Linked DNA regions of Canis lupus: region 2 is linked to region 1. The links are chromatin contacts, called in public Hi-C maps. All regions are on one chromosome and are shown on one strand. Each heading gives the region's core, a stretch centred on a gene start, on an enhancer-like site or on the middle of the called end of the contact. The rest is flanking DNA. Distances are from core to core; before and after follow the strand shown.

Region 1 (3,005 bases), core at 252-2,751:
TTGGCTCAGGTTGTGATCTCAGGATCCTGGGATCGAGTCCCGAATCAGGCTCCCTGCAGAGTGCCTGGTTCTCCCTCTCCCTTTGCCTATGTCTCTGCCTCTCTGTGCCTCTCATGAATAAATAAATAAAACTTAAAAAAAAAAAAAAAGAAAGAAAAGAAAAACCACAAGCAAACAGCAAAGGTAGTTTGACCAGGTGAGGGCATCAGAATGGCACATGCAAACACAGGCATCAGTTGGGATGTCATCTAAGGTAAAAGACAGGCCTTTACAGCACACCCTACCCCTTCCTGTCATTTCACTGTGCCTCTGGGCACTCAAGCATAAGACATGCCAGCCACTTGGACCTTGTGGGGTTGCTGAAAAATGCTGGGGTGCTCTGTCTGTGGGAGCCACTGTTGTTGGTTTTAACAGGCCCGAGCCCCATCAGCCCGAGCCCTGGGATAGAGCCCAGAAGCACTGGCACTGGGACAACCAGGCGCCATGGGAGTGTGGAAGCGACAGCCATTCTTGACAATAACAATAACAATATGAACTGGCACCTTTCAAGCTTTTGATACAACTTCGAGGTTACAGAAGCCACGGGGAAGGGGTGCAGGTTGACTGGGAGACCCTCTGAATGACAAATGAGCCAGTTTCTTCTCCACTGACATGCAAAACGAGGTGGTATCACAACCAAATACAACACAGAGGCCTGTTTTGGCTCTAGTTTGAACAAACACCTGCCAGGAGACCAAAGCAGACCAACCAGGGGAAAGGGACTCAGACCAGATACAAGTCCTATAGAGATGAAAGGACAGCCATGGGCTCACTCGGCATGACAGGTGAGACCCGTGCCACAGCTCTGCAGGGACCTGTCCCACTCTCTATCCTTGTGTGTGCCTGGACGGTCTTCACAAGGAAAATGTTAAAACATAAAAAGCACCCACACATCTTCTGGTGGGCGAATGGGTAAATAAGCTGTAGTCTGCACCCACCCCTGGACACCACTCAGCAAGCGTTAGCAACAACACCACAAACAACAGGGATGAATCCTGAATGCTCTATGCTGAGCAAAGGAGGTCAGACTCAAGAGGCTACAGACCACAGGAGTCCATTTGAGTGATATTCTGGAGAAGGTAAAACATAGGGATAAGGAGCAGGCCAGTCATTGCCAGGGCCCGGGGGTTGGGAAGGGGCAAAGGACAGGAATTTTGAGAATGGTTTGGTACCTTGACTGAGGTGGGGGTTACCTTGGTTTATGCATGTGCCATTATTCAAGGAAATCTATGCTCAAGATTTAAGCACATTAAAAAAAAAAGATTCATGCACATAAATCATACCTGAAAAACAAAACAAAAGGCCCATACCTGGTCCTTGGTTCTCCCCTCCCGTTCCCGGATGTAGGTAGTGACGATTCGCTCCGTCTCTTCTCGCAAGCGGGGGTAGGAGTTGAGCTGGGGGGCAGGGGGAGAAGTAGAGTGGCGGCATTGGCTGAGTCCTTGTGGCACAGGAAGCAACATGAACCACACAGAGAACATGAGGGGAAGGGGAGTGACAAGGGGTGGGCCTACCGAGTCCCCACCCCACTCCTGTCTCCTGGCTGCTGCAGCTGGGAGACAAGCAGGGGATGGTGGAGGCACGGTGTGCCAGAGAGAGTGACAGGGGTGCCCACGCACGAGCAGAGATGCTGAGAATGGATTCGAAGGTGGAAAGTGGCAAGAGAAAGTTGGGGGTGTGTGTGTCTGCTGCCCAACAGTGATGGCCACCCCCTCCGCCCAGTACTGGGTGAGAGCAAGAACACCTAGTTTAATGAAGGCCACCAGGCCAGTGGGGTGGGAACTCTCGCCCAGCTCGTGAGTGAGTAGCGCCTGTTCTAGGATGTGGGGGCAGCATCTGGGCCATCTACCTCAGAGGGACCCCCTTAGAGAAAACTATTCCCCCATCGTAATGGAGCCGAAGGCACGGAGAAGCCCACCATCCGAGGGTGGGGTGAAGCCCTAGTGTTGGGGACATCTGAGCCGACAGTCAGAATCCCTAGCAGAAACCCTCTGAAATGCCCTGTGACATGAGAACACGCAGGTCTGCATGCTGATAACGGTTCATGCTTGGTGACTGTGAGGAGACCCTCCTTACGGGTTCTGGGCCAGGCAGCGCCGCTCGTCCCCCCACGGCCTGCTTAGTGATCAGACCCTACAACATCCACAGGCCTCCCACCCTCCGCAGCACCCAAACTGGAAACGGGGAGCACCCATGCGCTGCAGCACCCCCACCTCTGCCGCCACGCAAAGTTGCGAGGGCACTGAGTGACCAGTGGCCCCCGGGAGGGGGGTTCCCGCCGAGGCAGAGTGTCCAGATGCACAGGTGGAGACTAACGTGGGGGGTGGGAGGGTGGGGAGGAGATGCGGGACAAATGCGCAGGGGACAACAAAACCTGCGGTTACCTTCTCGGCACACTTTTTAATGACCGTGGCCAGCTCTGAGACCACGAGATCAACACACTTCAAACTTGGCTCTTTGAGTTTTACAATCTGTTTTTTCACTATGGCTTCGAAGGCCATGTCCGGGGTGAAGAGCCCCGTCCTGGGTCACATGCGGAGGGCGGGACGAGGTAGGAAGACACCCGGGGACAGTGCGGGCCACACACGCGGGGCGGGGGACAGGGAAAGAGAAGAAAGGAGAGTCAGCTGGTTAGTGACATGCAAGGAGGAGCCGGTGCCCGCATTTGCCCCGAAGCTGCTTCGGATCAAGGAGGAGTCCTGGGTCGGAGTGGGGGGGTGGGGCTCTCCCGACAGACTAGGGGGGCAGTGTCGATGTTCGTGACAGCCAAGGGAACTGGGAGGCCTGGAATTTTCATACCTGGGACATTGGCCTCGGGGATGAAAATCTCTACCCCGGCTAGGTTTTTCTCTCTCTCCCTTTTCTACTCGAAGAAGCTTAAGAAGCAAATGTGGGCTTTTCCAGACTGAGACAGAAGGCTCAAGCAGAGTTGCCCTGCCTTGGAAGACCGACCCGGGACTCTAGGG
Region 2 (3,005 bases), core at 244-2,743, 120 kb after region 1:
ATATTCCCAGCCCCAAGTATCCGAGATAAACAGAGTCTGAAGCCCTAAATTTGAGTCGCAACTCTGGGTGGCACCTTAAGTTTTCCTGTTGAACCCAAATATGCCACGAGGCCACTCACTTTAAAGACAGAATCCTAAGCAACCAAAAAGATTCAAAATCAATGAAATACCTGAGTCCAGAAAAGGAAGAATTCTCAGGGAAACTGACACTTCCTTACTTCCATCAGGTCCCGTCAGCAGAATCCCAAGTAACGGATCAACCAATTTTGGAAATACTGAGAAGAGATGGCTTATCTGCCCAAATTAACTGGGGGAGGGCACGCAGATCACTGTACATCCCAGATAATTCATCCAGGCGCAGGATTAACTGGGGCAAAACTTCAACTCAGTCACTCACTCAAGTATATGAGGAAATAAAGTAGAAAACCTTTTTAATCTCTCACGTTTTGGTCACAATCCTGCAAGTTTTGGCTTATCTACATATCGGACCAGATCACCATTTTGAGGAAAGATGCAAATCTTAAGCATTCTGGTGAAAATTCATCATCAATGAAACACCTGAACTAAAGAAACGGAAAGCTTAAACCCTCCGCCAAAAGGAGTCCTGATCTGGGGGAGGCCTGGCTGACTACTGATTTGGGAACCCCATGCACCGACAAAGGCCTCCTGTGCAATCAGCGTGGGAATGGGGTTTCAGGGAGGAGGTCCGCGTCTCCATGCCATGTAAGGACAAAGGCAGCGACGTTTCCCGCCTCGAGAACCTGGGACTCTCCTGGAAGCCGGGACGGGGACTGGGACAAAGACTGGAAAGGAACGAGGAGGGGGTCGCCCCATCCGCGCCGGCCAGGATGCTACCGGCCAAGGGGGGTGTGTGCTCCCAGCACGTGCGCGCGTGCGCGCGGGGCGCCGCAACAGACAAAGCCGGGCCCGGGGGATTCGGCGGCCGGGGGCCCGGTGCGCGCGCACCCCCCGCGCGAGGCGCCGCTGCCGGCCGAGGGGCCGCGAGGAGGGGGGGCGGATGCGCGCGCACCGGGCCCTCGCCGCCGCCGCCGCCATTTTGTTTCCTCGGCACAATGGGGGAGAGTAACGGCCGAGCGCGGGAGCGAGCCTGGCGAAGGAGAAATGAACCAAGCGCTGAAGCGAGAGAACCGGCCGTAGGCGGGAAGCGTGGGGCGCCTCAGGCCTTGTCATCGAGACCCCTCAGTCCGGCCCGCGCTGAGTGGGAGGACTGGCGGGGGGAGGGGCAGAGGCGGGAGCGGGCCCGGCCGCCGCCACATTGACGCTTACCTTGTCGGCGTTCCCTTCCCCGACCGCAACCGCCGCCGCCGCCCTCCTTCCACAGCCCGCCGGGGTCTCCCCCCAAAAGCCACGCGGTGCGCACCGGGCTGCTGAGTCCAACTGCAATGGCGAGAAGAGGAGGAGGAGGAGCCGGGGCCGGGGGCGAGCTGGCGGGCGGGCGCGCGCCGGGGAGGTGCGGGCCACGTGATCGGTTGGAGCCCCGCCCCCTGCCGCCGCGTTGCCGCTTGACGCAGGCCCAGCCGGGGAGGGAGGGAGCGACGAAAAGAGATAAGGTGGGCTTCAGTCACGTGGCCGGAGTGCAACCGTTGCGTTCCTGGTCACGTGGGGTCGAAACGTTTATCTCTTCGAGGCCCTGATCATGTGACAGTGGCCATTGCACAGCCTTCCTTGGCCACGTGACAAGGACTTTGGCGCTTCCCTTTGTTGTATTGGTAGGCTGTGTCATGTGACTTCTTCGCCGCTCTTTTTTTTCAATGGCGGTTTTGAGCGGTGTAGCCACGTGATTCGGGTCGAGGGGCGGAGTCTCCCCAGCTGCGAATCTGTGCGCCTGCGCGGCTGCCATCTTACGCCGGTCGCTCCTGTGTACGTTGGCGGAAACGGCTCAGAGAGCCTGGCACGTGAGTGTCCTATTAGCGGCCGGATTACGGTCTTGTTCGGGGAGGTTCGTCCTATGTCCGAGGTTTCCTGGCAGAGCTTCGTCCCCTCTCCTTGCATTTCTTGCTAGAGGCCGAGGAGACCCGAGGTGCAGGTGTCAGCAGCGGCGGGACAGCTCTTGTTGCTGCCCCGGGATCGGCGCTGGTGAGCGCTCCAGTTCTTAGGTCCCACCAACCCCCAGTGTAGGGTCCGGTCGTCTTGCCGGGCTGGGCCTCCGAAGGGCAGAGCCGAGCTGCTCGGGATCGTTTAGTCTCTCTTTGACAGGTGGAGAAGCTGAGGCCCAGTTGGAGGATTCATATCCTGCCTGTGAGAGCCGGATCTGCGAGTCACACGCTCGGCCAACCACAGTCGGCGTGGTTGAATAAAGCCACCGGGGACCGAGCGCCTTCTCTTTTTCCAGCCCATTGTTGAGTACTCCCGGGCGTTTCGTGAGATCCCCGATGTACAGAACGATTTGTGCCTAAAGTAAGCCACGCTCCCTTCCAGTATCAGAATCAAGCTGGCGCTTGATAGACGTCTTTATTAGGCACGTTGTCATGAGCGAGGCTGTTGTTCAGAAACTGCCGGGACTCGGAACGAGGAATTAAAAGGTTTCCTTCCTGAAAGTGAGAAGTCGTTCAAGGCTTTCGGCGTAGTGATGGATTTTCCTGGCGAAAACGTAGGGACGTAAGCTCCTTTGTTAAGGATGCAAGACCCAGTATCTGCTCTAGGTTTGAGTTCCCCCGGTGTGACCAAAACAAGCCCACGTCTCTGAGTCTCCGTTTCCTTACTTAGAAAATGGTGACGATTTTTCTTTAAAGCTCTTAGCACAATTCTGTGTGCGGAATAAATGCCTCAATGGTAACTTATTAAAAAGGTAAGATGTAAAAATATAGTTACAGAAATGGATGCATACTATATCTACCGGTTTTCTTTTCTATTTACGTTTTATTTGCAATTTTGAACATTTAACGTGTTCACCTGATACAAAATGTTAAATGTGCAAGAGTCTGAGAGGACAAAATCAATTTCCTCCTCCTTGGCAGCCAGTGTTGGATTTTTTTGCTTATCTC

The links. Hi-C and Micro-C count contacts between places; a contact is called where the count stands out from the background.
Region 2: a Hi-C map of blood shows a contact between it and region 1, with 1.7 times the contacts expected there. The contact joins the promoter of ILF3 here to the enhancer-like site in region 1. A contact is called at or near these places in 2 of 9 Hi-C or Micro-C datasets (both in blood).

Annotation. Positions count from the first base shown.
Region 1 is chr20:50,821,565-50,824,569 of UU_Cfam_GSD_1.0, forward strand. DNM2 (dynamin-2) reads right to left here. Exons shown (of 21, transcript XM_038567289.1): 11 at 1,350-1,436. Among named protein-coding and RNA genes, the nearest start is that of MIR199-1, 13 kb to the left of the region's middle. Within about 2 kb of position 1,502, at least 2 of the 20 cell types and tissues checked have an H3K27ac peak or open chromatin away from gene starts, as enhancers often do. A contact at or near this core is called in blood, where this site is marked.
Region 2 is chr20:50,942,309-50,945,313 of UU_Cfam_GSD_1.0, forward strand. It overlaps ILF3 (interleukin enhancer-binding factor 3), which reads right to left and starts at 1,494. Exons shown (of 21, transcript XR_005375127.1): 1 at 1,288-1,494. It overlaps LOC119864747 (a long non-coding RNA gene), which reads left to right and starts at 1,040. Exons shown (of 2, transcript XR_005375128.1): 1 at 1,040-1,571; 2 at 1,735-3,005.